2 separate regions of the Gossypium hirsutum genome follow, and region 1 is linked to region 2. A link is a contact called in public Hi-C data. All regions are on one chromosome and are shown on one strand. Each heading gives the region's core, a stretch centred on a gene start, on an enhancer-like site or on the middle of the called end of the contact. The rest is flanking DNA. Distances are from core to core; before and after follow the strand shown.

The links. Hi-C and Micro-C count contacts between places; a contact is called where the count stands out from the background.
Region 1: a Hi-C map of leaf shows a contact between it and region 2, with 3 times the contacts expected there. The contact joins the promoter of LOC107924086 here to the promoter of LOC107896765 in region 2. A contact is called at or near these places in 8 of 34 Hi-C or Micro-C datasets (anther, callus, leaf and 1 more).

What each region holds. Positions count from the first base shown.
Region 1 is chrA10:82,313,767-82,319,034 of Gossypium_hirsutum_v2.1, reverse strand. It overlaps LOC107924086 (formin-like protein 2), which reads right to left and starts at 2,499. Exons shown (of 4, transcript XM_016854363.2): 1 at 620-2,499; 2 at 226-425. The coding sequence starts at 2,106.
Region 2 is chrA10:82,107,654-82,112,461 of Gossypium_hirsutum_v2.1, reverse strand. LOC107896765 (T-complex protein 1 subunit alpha) reads left to right here and starts at 1,671. Exons shown (of 17, transcript XM_016822032.2): 1 at 1,671-1,917; 2 at 2,024-2,088; 3 at 2,277-2,366; 4 at 2,464-2,550; 5 at 2,671-2,730; 6 at 2,832-2,882; 7 at 3,049-3,144; 8 at 3,476-3,541; 9 at 3,670-3,887; 10 at 4,082-4,178; 11 at 4,268-4,354. The coding sequence starts at 1,845.

The DNA of each region.
Region 1 (5,268 bases), core at 1,250-3,749, 210 kb before region 2:
TAGTCTCAGTTTTTATTTATGAGCGCTTGGTTTGAATGCCGAACTCAATATTTTATGGTTACAGTGCAACTAAATCATTTCGAGACCAGAGTTCTTATGCACTGGAACATGTCTCTAGACTCTAGAGAGCATCTTAATTTCTTGTCAAGGAAAAAATAATATTTCTCCTTTATTGATCTATCTTTTACAGATCAATTGTATTTTCTATGAAAATGAAAGGATTACCTTCCATAAGTGCTTCACAGACTTCATCAATGGTCACATTTAGTGCCCTCAATAAAATGGCAATGTTCTGCGATTTCTTTGGATCAAGCACGCGATTTTCCTGATTCACGGCAGCCAGAATCGGCTTGCGGGCATTATCTTTAGTGGCCAAATTTGAATTATTCACCATAAACAGTGTCTCAATCATTTCCTCATTCAATCTGCAAGCATCATTATAGCATTCTACAACTTCAAAAAAAACCATTGAAAAAGCAATAAATAGACATTACATAGACATAAAAGTAATTCAATGCCAAAAGAAGAATAAACTATAAGCAAACTAGATAATATTATTACGACAACATGGCTCACAGCACCAAACTAATTAAGTAAAAGAGGGAAGTGGGTATCTCACTGAAAAGAACTTGCTTTTATCTGATCCCACACCATGGCCCGATCCGAACTCGCTCTAACTTTATCCCAATGTAAAGGCTTGAGTTTGGGTTTTAAGGTCTCTTCGCTCCTCCCTAAGCCTTCATTGTTCTCCGACTGCCCATTTCCCACCATTGGCCTAGAAGGAGCAACAAGTACCGGAGGCCCCCTAGAATTAGTCTCCGAAACAGAGTTCACTGCCACAGGAACCTCCCAAAAACGCGACGGAGGAAGCGGAGGAGGTGGCGGCGGTATCTTTTTAAGCACAACCATCGATGGAGATTCCTTGTTCTGCCCCGAAAGACTTGAGCCTCTATCCGGTGAATCCCTATCTGAACACGACGAGGATGAAGGAGGAGTTGAAGATGGGGTTTTTACTCTCACAGTATAAATGGGAACAACAGTATCTGGAGACTTGGATCTCTGACTCGAAGGGCTTGAGTTCAAGAATGAATTTGAAAGTGAACGACAGGTAGATAAAGGGTAAGAAGCTGTTCTTGAGTTGAAGCTTCGGCTGCCAAAATTCTCACCATGAAATTCCCTTCTTGAACTTGATTCTATTCTTACTGATGGAGGTGGACTCTCTCTTCTACCAGGAGACCCTCCTGGCGAAAAAAACTCATCTTCTTCATCTTCAACATCGTTCTCAAAACTACCCATTTGTTCATTTTGGAGAAACTGTTCTCCACTTTGGAAAGTTTGGACTTTTGGCAATGGTGGCAATGGATTCAGTTCTGGAGAGCCAAGCTTTTGATACGGAGAAGATGGACCTCCCAACTTGCTACCTCCATTGCTAGAGAGGATAACTTTTTGTGGGTCGACTGTAGAGTTTACAAGTGTTCCTAAGAAAAGAAACTCGGAGCTGCGGTTGGTTGAGACATAGCGGGGCGGTTGTTGTGCTGGAGGTGGAGCTGGTGGCTTTTGGGAGGCATCCGAGGGAGGAATGTTGGGAGGGAATAAGCGCATTGAGTCTGAAAGGGAAGCTTTATCGTCGGAGTTGGAAGTGTTGTTGTGGTGGTGGTTACGATGGCGGAAGAAGAGGGTGAGGGCGACGATAGCGAGGATGACAGCGGCCGCAAGGAGGGCGGAGGAGAGGGAGATGAGGACGATGTGCCGGCGGTGGGACGAGGGTGAGGGAGAGTCAGGTACGAGCAGGGAGGATATGTTGGCGGGAAAAGTTAGTACCACGGAGGGTGGCGGAGGAGAAGGAAATGAAGGAAAGAAAGGCTTTTGAGGAGTGGAAGGGGGAGTGGTGGAGAAAGGATATTTGGGTGGTTGTTGCTGGCTGTGATAAGGCGCCGGTTGCGGCTCGGGGAATACGGTAGAGCTAGGAGGATAGATGGGTGGGGAGGAAGTATAAGGGAAGAAAGGCTGGTGGAGCAGACGGCGGTGGCAAGTGAAGCAAGTGGCGGTTGTGGTGGCGGAGAGGAAGAGGAGAAGGAGGAGGTGGGTCACGGTGGTTATCGGCATTCTTGATTTTTGAATAAAAAATTGAGATGATCAGATTGAAACAAAAGAAGAGAAAAGCTAAATTTGTTTGCAGATTAACAGCATTTTGAACAAAAATCCAACCTTTTCAATGTAAAACAGTCAATGATAATAAGAGTGAATATAGAGAGAAAGAAGATTGTGAAGCAGGAGGCAGACATGGGAAACTTAAGAGGGAAGTAGACAAAGTCAAGAAATGTATTTGAAGAAGATAACACAACGCAAGAGGTTAAAAATCTCTGACAGACAGCGATTTCCCATTATTGGGATTTCCCCATCATTTCTGTTTTTATTTTTTATTTTTATTTTTTTTTGAGATTCTTCATTCTTGCAACTCTATCCTCCGCCTTTTCTTTCGTTCGACTCTCTGTGACTCTCTTTGAACGAAAAAGAAAAACACCAAAAACTATCGAGCTTTTTAAATGCGTTACTATAATTTTGGCTATTATACTAATAAACCACTTAAACTACTATATCTATAATCTATAATTATATATTAAACAACACACCCTTTTTTTTGCACTTTAATTTTTTACCTTTATATTTTTATAATATTTTTATAATATAATTAATATCATTAATTTTTAATTAAAATGTCATGTAGTTATATATAATTTAAAAATAGATTTATAAATTTAAAAAATAAAAGGATTAAATTCGTAAAAATAAAAATAGGAAGATTAAATTACAAATATACAAAGTATAGAGACTTAAAGTTATGATTTTTTTAACCAGATTGAATCAGTACGGGTATCGATTCAAAGAGACGCATTAGACTAGTTGACCTGCAAATTGATATGAATCGATTGAATTGATTTTTTTAAAAAATATTCTTTTTCTTTTTAATTATTTATTCAATCAAACCATACAAACCAGTGGCCTGACCAGTTTGACCACTAATCTAGTTCTGGAAATTTTACTTAGTATATATTAATTTTTAAAATTTTACTCTATAATTTTATATAAATAAATAATCAACCCAACGAGAAGCGTAGGTAAAATATACTAGTATTATTTAAATAACCCTTTAAATCATTTTTTGTTAACATTTATCCTATATTTTTTTCTCTATAAAAGTTATTGATTTTGATATTAAAGTAAAATTATTTTGAATTTTTAAACTAATTTGCATGCTAATGTTTCCCGTTGAATGGACTTTGCCTCCCACTAAATTATGCAATTTCAAGCCTTTGTTAGAAGCTTACCAGGGTACCAAGACGCAATTCAATAATATGCGGAAGGGGACCTCGTAGTTGTGCTCAGGGATATCACTCTCCGGAAGGTGTTTAAGGATAGGTTTGGATAGGCAGTGGGGTGCAGTGCGTTTAGCTTACTTTTTGTCTCACACTACAGTATCTAGTGTAACGCCCCCACGCCCGAGACCGTCGCGGGAGTCGAGTATGAGGTGTTACTAAGCTTAATTTAACATTTTTAGAACTTTGGATTATTTGTTTCTACATTCACAGCTTTTAAGCTACTTGCGTCACAGTCACAAGAAAAATCATATCTTGAGTTACGAAACTCGAAATCAAGATCCGTAAATTTTCCCTGAATCTAGACTCATATACCTATCTACTAATTTTTTTATAAAATTTTTGGTTGGGCCAATTAGTACAGTTTATTAGTTAAAGTTACCCCTGTTTCAGGACTTGACTGGTCTGACCTCTGTTTACTACGAACCACTTTTCTATCTGTAAAAAATTCATATGACTATGAGGTTTGTTTCTCCTAAAACTAGACTCAATAAGGATTCTGAGAATATAAAATACACTACCTAATTATATCTTTAAAATTTATGGTGAATTTCTAAAGTTGGAACAGGGGATTCAGAAACTGCTATGACCCTGTTTCACTAAAATTCAAATATCTTGTAACATATAATTCCTTTACCTGTTTCATTTGTTTCATGTGAAACTAGACATAATAAGCTTCAATTTGATATGTAGTCCATCACCAAGTTCAATTTCTATGATTTTTAGTAAATTTTTAAATTCCCGTCAGTGTTGCTGCAGTATTCTGTTTATGGCAAATTTCATCCCTTTTATGAGTTTTTATGCACTAAGTATCTTAATAATTTTCCTTAACATCAAATATAATCTAAACTAACTATTTTCATAATTTATCATTATCAAGCATTTCCTCAACCATTCCATCACCATACCATAAGATCATTTACACAAAAAAGGTATATTGCTATACATGCCATACTTAAATTTACAAGCCATTACCAAAAGTCTTCCGGATAGTGTGACTGAGCCTTCGACCTATCCCGACCCCTGAGCTGGCTTGTCCAAAACTACAATGAGTAAGAAGGAGGGAGTAAGCATAAATGCTTAGTAAGTTCATATGCAAATAATAAGTAACATAACAAACAGTCATACCAATCAACATTAGCATGTATCACTAAAACACATATCACATTTTTAATCATTTTTCATCATCTTATTACCTTATCGTGGTTGTATCAATACTCAACCCGAGGGTTAAATACATACCTGTCCAAAATATCCATTTCATATCACTTACCAATACGTCTCTTTACATCTCGAATATTCCTCCATTTGAGTAGAACTTTACCCGTTGAACACATCGGAATATAATTCGGATACATGGATAATTTGCATATAAGTGCCACATATTCAATCAAGCAATCATGTAACCCGCCCATAAGCGAACTCGGACTCAACTCAACGAGCTCGGGCGTTCGCATCCATAAGTGAACTCGGACTCAACTCAACGAGTTCGGATGCCTAGTTACATCTCACGAACTCGGACTCAACTCAACGAGTTCGGATGCTCAACCATCCTAGTGACATGTCACTTGTATCCTAATCTATTCCTAAGGTTCAAACAGGATTTTCCTCGAACACTTATCCTTGCCGTCTTCCGTAGAATGCCGAAATCAATACTCGGTAACAATTATATTTAACAAGTAGCTCACATAATTTACATATTATTTGAAATTAACCACAAAGCATACATTTCATAATGAAATTCAACATAACACATAATTAATATCAATAACTTAAAAATAACAATTATGCTACATTATTTACACATGAACTTACCTTGGTACCAAAATACAAAGATTTTGCAATTTAGTCCACAATCTTTTCTTTTCCTCGATTGAGGTCGATTCCACAT
Region 2 (4,808 bases), core at 422-2,921:
TAATACTTATTTAAAAAAATAACTTTACCCTGATATTATAATACACAGAAAAATACTTATTTATCAGGAATTGTTACATCATCATCAACAAATCATGATCTCCAAACTATTGATATACTTTTTATATTTAAAAATCAGAATTTACGGTATTTCTTTTTTTAATTTTATTACTTTAAATAAAATAATTATGCAAAATAATCGGTGCGTTAAAAAATTTGTTTTTTTTTTCTAATGGATTGCATAGTCAACAATCCACGTAATGAGTTTACCATGTTGACGAAAGTGAATCTTCATTTGTCAGAAACCTTGGTCTTTGTATAGCTCCACTATCGCCATGGAACCCATTTTCCCCTTCTCCAGTGTCATCTCTGTCTGACCCCATTCCACCTACAACTTCCGATAGAAAGTCTAGGAAGGTTTTCACAGGCGCCATTATTGGCATTTACCAAGCTTTCATCATTCTCCTTAAGAAAATACTCTATTGCAGAATTAGCTTACCTTCCATATCGCATCAAGTTCTTTTGTTTTCTTCCGGAACCAATATAAGAATTCCAATTATATATCATCCATGTTTTCACCATGGGAAGAAATATGAGCACTGCACTATTCCCGTGTGGGTTTGGGGCGGCAATATAGTGTATTTAATTTACTTTTTGTCTCACGCTACAATATTGCTATAATATCTAATTTCACCGTTATCGCTGTTTTTACACTAATCACATATAAACCCACCACCTATTCAAACTCACCCTTAGCTTCTCCTTTACTTGCTCTATTACGTTGAACCTCTGTTTTGCTAGTGCTTTTGATACTGTTTTTAGGTTTTAGAAATGTCCCAAATCTCCTAGAAATTTGTTGTTAAAAGTTGCTTTTTTATTAATAGGTATTTTTCTACAGTTATATTATTATTATTATCAGACAACACTTTCCTAATCCTAACTTAAGCCATAGGGCATAGACAATTCATTCAAAGTATATGTCCTTTTTCATTCAGAGACTTGTTTGAATGATGCTTTTAGATTGTTTTCTTAACGAAAATGATGGAAGTTTAAAAATTATAATGTGAATGTGAACATCAATATTTATTATTAGTATTAAATTTTTTTTGGCAACCTGTATTACTGTAGTGTATATATATGATTTGATAATTTACTATTTTGAAAAAAAAAACATATTTTAGCAATTTAAAAATTTTCAGAATATTATTATTATTATTATTATTTGTTATAAAATTTAAATTTTTAATATATTTTTTGATTTCTATAAACTATTTTAAATTTTGATAATTTTTCCGAGAATAATTAATTTACTCATTTTGATATTTACACTAATTTACTTTTAAGATTATTCAATTTTTCGAGTTTAAAATATTTACTCAAATTAATTAAAAAAATATTACTTATTTTAATTAATTAAAAAAATCAAATAAATTAAATAACTTCATTCTATTATCTCAAAAATTAAAAAAAATTAAGTTGTTCCTGCAAGAAAGTAAAATTTGAACTTAGAAGGGGGCTTTAGGTAAGGAAAAGAATTTCGAGCTACGGGCTTTCTCTAAGGCTAATTCTTTGGAGATTGGGCCTTGAAAAATGAGAGCTTAGGTAATTATATTGGGTCGTTAACACACGACGCCGTTTAACAACATTTAACAATATCAAAACATTGTAGTAGAAAGTGTAGAACCCTAACGATTTGAACATTCTCGACTCACTCTTCCCACTTCTTTGAAGTCTTTCTGCAAATCCCTTTCTTCCCCTACTTCACCTTCTCCCCTCAGATCCCGATCTAGGGTTTCGCCGCCAATTCTTTTTTCGCATTTCGATCGCTCTTTTTTCTTACCTTAAATGGCGATTGCAGCACAAGCTCCAGATATTCTCGGCGAGCGTCAATCTGGTCAGGATGTTCGCACTCAAAACGGTACCTTCTCTCACTCACTCACTCCCGTATATTTCCTCTTTCGTGCGTCATTTATTTACAAATGTTTATTTTCTTTTCGTTTTTCATTTGGGGGGCTTTTCGACAGTGATGGCGTGTCAAGCAGTTGCCAACATTGTTAAATCCTCACTCGGCCCGGTTGGACTCGACAAGGTATCTCCGCTAGTTTCTATTTAAATGCCGAATGAAATCGCGCTTGCTTTCGCTTTAGTTTTGTATTCGTTTGCTGTTTTTAGAACAATTATTGTTAGAAATGAAGTAGTTATAGTTTTAATTTTAGTTGCGAGGTCGTGCTAGTGATGTTGCATTTGCTTTAATGTTTTATTGTTTGATTATTTCAGATGCTTGTTGATGACATTGGTGATGTAACGATTACTAATGATGGTGCTACGATCCTGAAGATGTTGGAAGTAGAGCATCCAGCTGCCAAGGTCGACAAATAGCTGCATTTTGCATGTTACTGATAAGACTTTTACTGTTGGCAAGTGACATCACCTGCTGTAATATATTTGAAATCTCCTTTGGCAGGTACTTGTAGAGTTGGCTGAGCTTCAAGATCGGGAAGTTGGTGATGGAACAACCTCTGTTGTTATTGTGGCGGCAGAATTTCTCAAGGTAATTGCATCTGTTCCTCTACAGGATTTGATCCATGCATAGAACATTCATTTTAGACTGAGTTTTCTTTTTAAGAATCTTACTTATTTGGTGATATGTGATTTTCTTGCAATTTTACAGAGAGCAAACGATCTGGTTAGGAATAAAATTCACCCAACATCTATAATTAGCGGCTTCAGAGTGAGTAACTTTATCTGTCTAGCAGAGTCACGTTTTTTTGGTTTAGAATATATCCATGTGGTAGAATCTGAACATGTTTTTGGATTCTTTTGTTTGTGCAGCTAGCAATGAGGGAAGCATGCAAATATGTAGAAGAAAAGTTGGCCGTGAAAGTAAGCATCTTATTGAGCACCGTTTGAAAAGTGATTGAATATGACCTTATATATTGTAAAGTATGAAGTTTTTAAAAATTGATTGAATTTTATTCAGTAGATATTTATTATTGCAATGTTATATAGCTTTGGTTCCTTTTATTCATCCTATGTTTTTCTTTACTAGGTTGAGAAGCTTGGGAAAGATTCTCTAGTAAACTGTGCCAAGACGAGTATGTCCTCAAAGCTCATAGCTGGTGACAGTGACTTCTTCGCTAATTTGGTATGATTATTGCCTCAGTTAAGTAATTAGATTTTTCAACTCTCCGCAATCTGGCAACTGGTTTAATCAATATATTTACCCTTTCTTTTTCCTGACCTACTTAATTCTTTTTCATAAACATTTCAAACATATATCTGTAACTTTCATTCCCCTTCCCACAGCAAGGTTTTCTGGTTTCAGCAGTAATGATTCTATATTTTCAATTTTTACTATATCTTATTTCCTTGTTGTAGTCATCAAATGTTTTCGTTCCTATCTTTTATGAGATGCAAGGGATCAAACCTGGGTAAGGTTGTCTGTTTAGCTCGTATATTGATTTTGTTATATACAGGTTGTAGAAGCAGTTTTGGCAGTAAAGATGACCAATGCACGAGGAGAAGTCAGATACCCAATCAAGGTAGGTATTTTAAAATATTTCATATTAAAGGTCCTTGTTTGAGCTCATGCTGTGAGAGATTGTACATTGTCTTTAATTGGACCTTCATTTAGTTGTTTTATGTCATTAATTCCTTTTTCTTATTTCAGGGAATTAATGTTTTAAAAGCACATGGAAAAAGTGCCAGAGATAGCTACCTGCTGAATGGGTATGCGTTGAACACTGGCCGTGCTGCACAAGGAATGCCCTTAAGAGTTTCCCCTGCCAAGATTGCTTGTCTTGATTTTAATCTGCAGAAGACAAAAATGCAGTTAGGAGTCCAAGTCTTGGTCACCGATCCTAGGGAGCTGGAGAAAATTCGTCAAAGGTGATAAGTCGTAAAGCTGTTAACTTGTTTGCAGAGTCATGTTTGCAGCTTCCCTTGGTGTTTTATTATTTTTATTTTTCTGGTCTGAAATATGTAGAAGTTCATCAGATTATCTAGAACATGCCTATGGTAAATATTAAAGCAGACATTCATATACATTAAATGTGGCACTGACGACATCTATATCTCAACAGAGAAGCTGATATGACAAAAGAACGTATTGAGAAACTTCTGAAAGCTGGAGCAAATGTTGTTCTGACTACAAAAGGGATAGATGACATGGCACTCAAGGCAAGTTTCCTTTGTATTTGTTTTTCTCCAACTGCTTACTTTCTATTTTTTCTTTCATTTTCTTCCTAAAATCTTTATTGCTTCATCAGTATTTTGTGGAGGCAGGAGCTATTGCTGTGAGACGTGTCCGAAAAGAGGATATGCGCCATGTTGCTAAGGCAACTGGTGCAACCATGGTACATTCCTACTCAGCTTAGAAATGATAATTATGTCATAACCATATAAGTTTTGCATGCTTTGTGCTACGGTATAACTCATATTCATGTTCTTTCCAGTGCCGAATTGATTGATGGTTATGATTAATAATCAATCCCTTTTCTATGAAGCACCACTGTTATTAGGGCACGAGGCACGCTCTATGTGCTACCTTTAGGTGCTAAGCACAAAAAAAGAAGCTAGCTGAGTGAAGTGCAATATGTATATGTGCGCTTTTCTATGTTTTTATATGTATGGCATAAGATATATTATAAACTCTAAAGTCTGATCTATATCTACAAAACATGCAAATTTTTTATAGGTCAATATGCATGATTTTCTTGTGGTCTCTGTCTGCTGTTGAATGCTCAAATATTGAGAAGTACAAAGTTTAATTCTATCCCTTTCTTGTTAGTAAAGGAGAAATAATGAAAA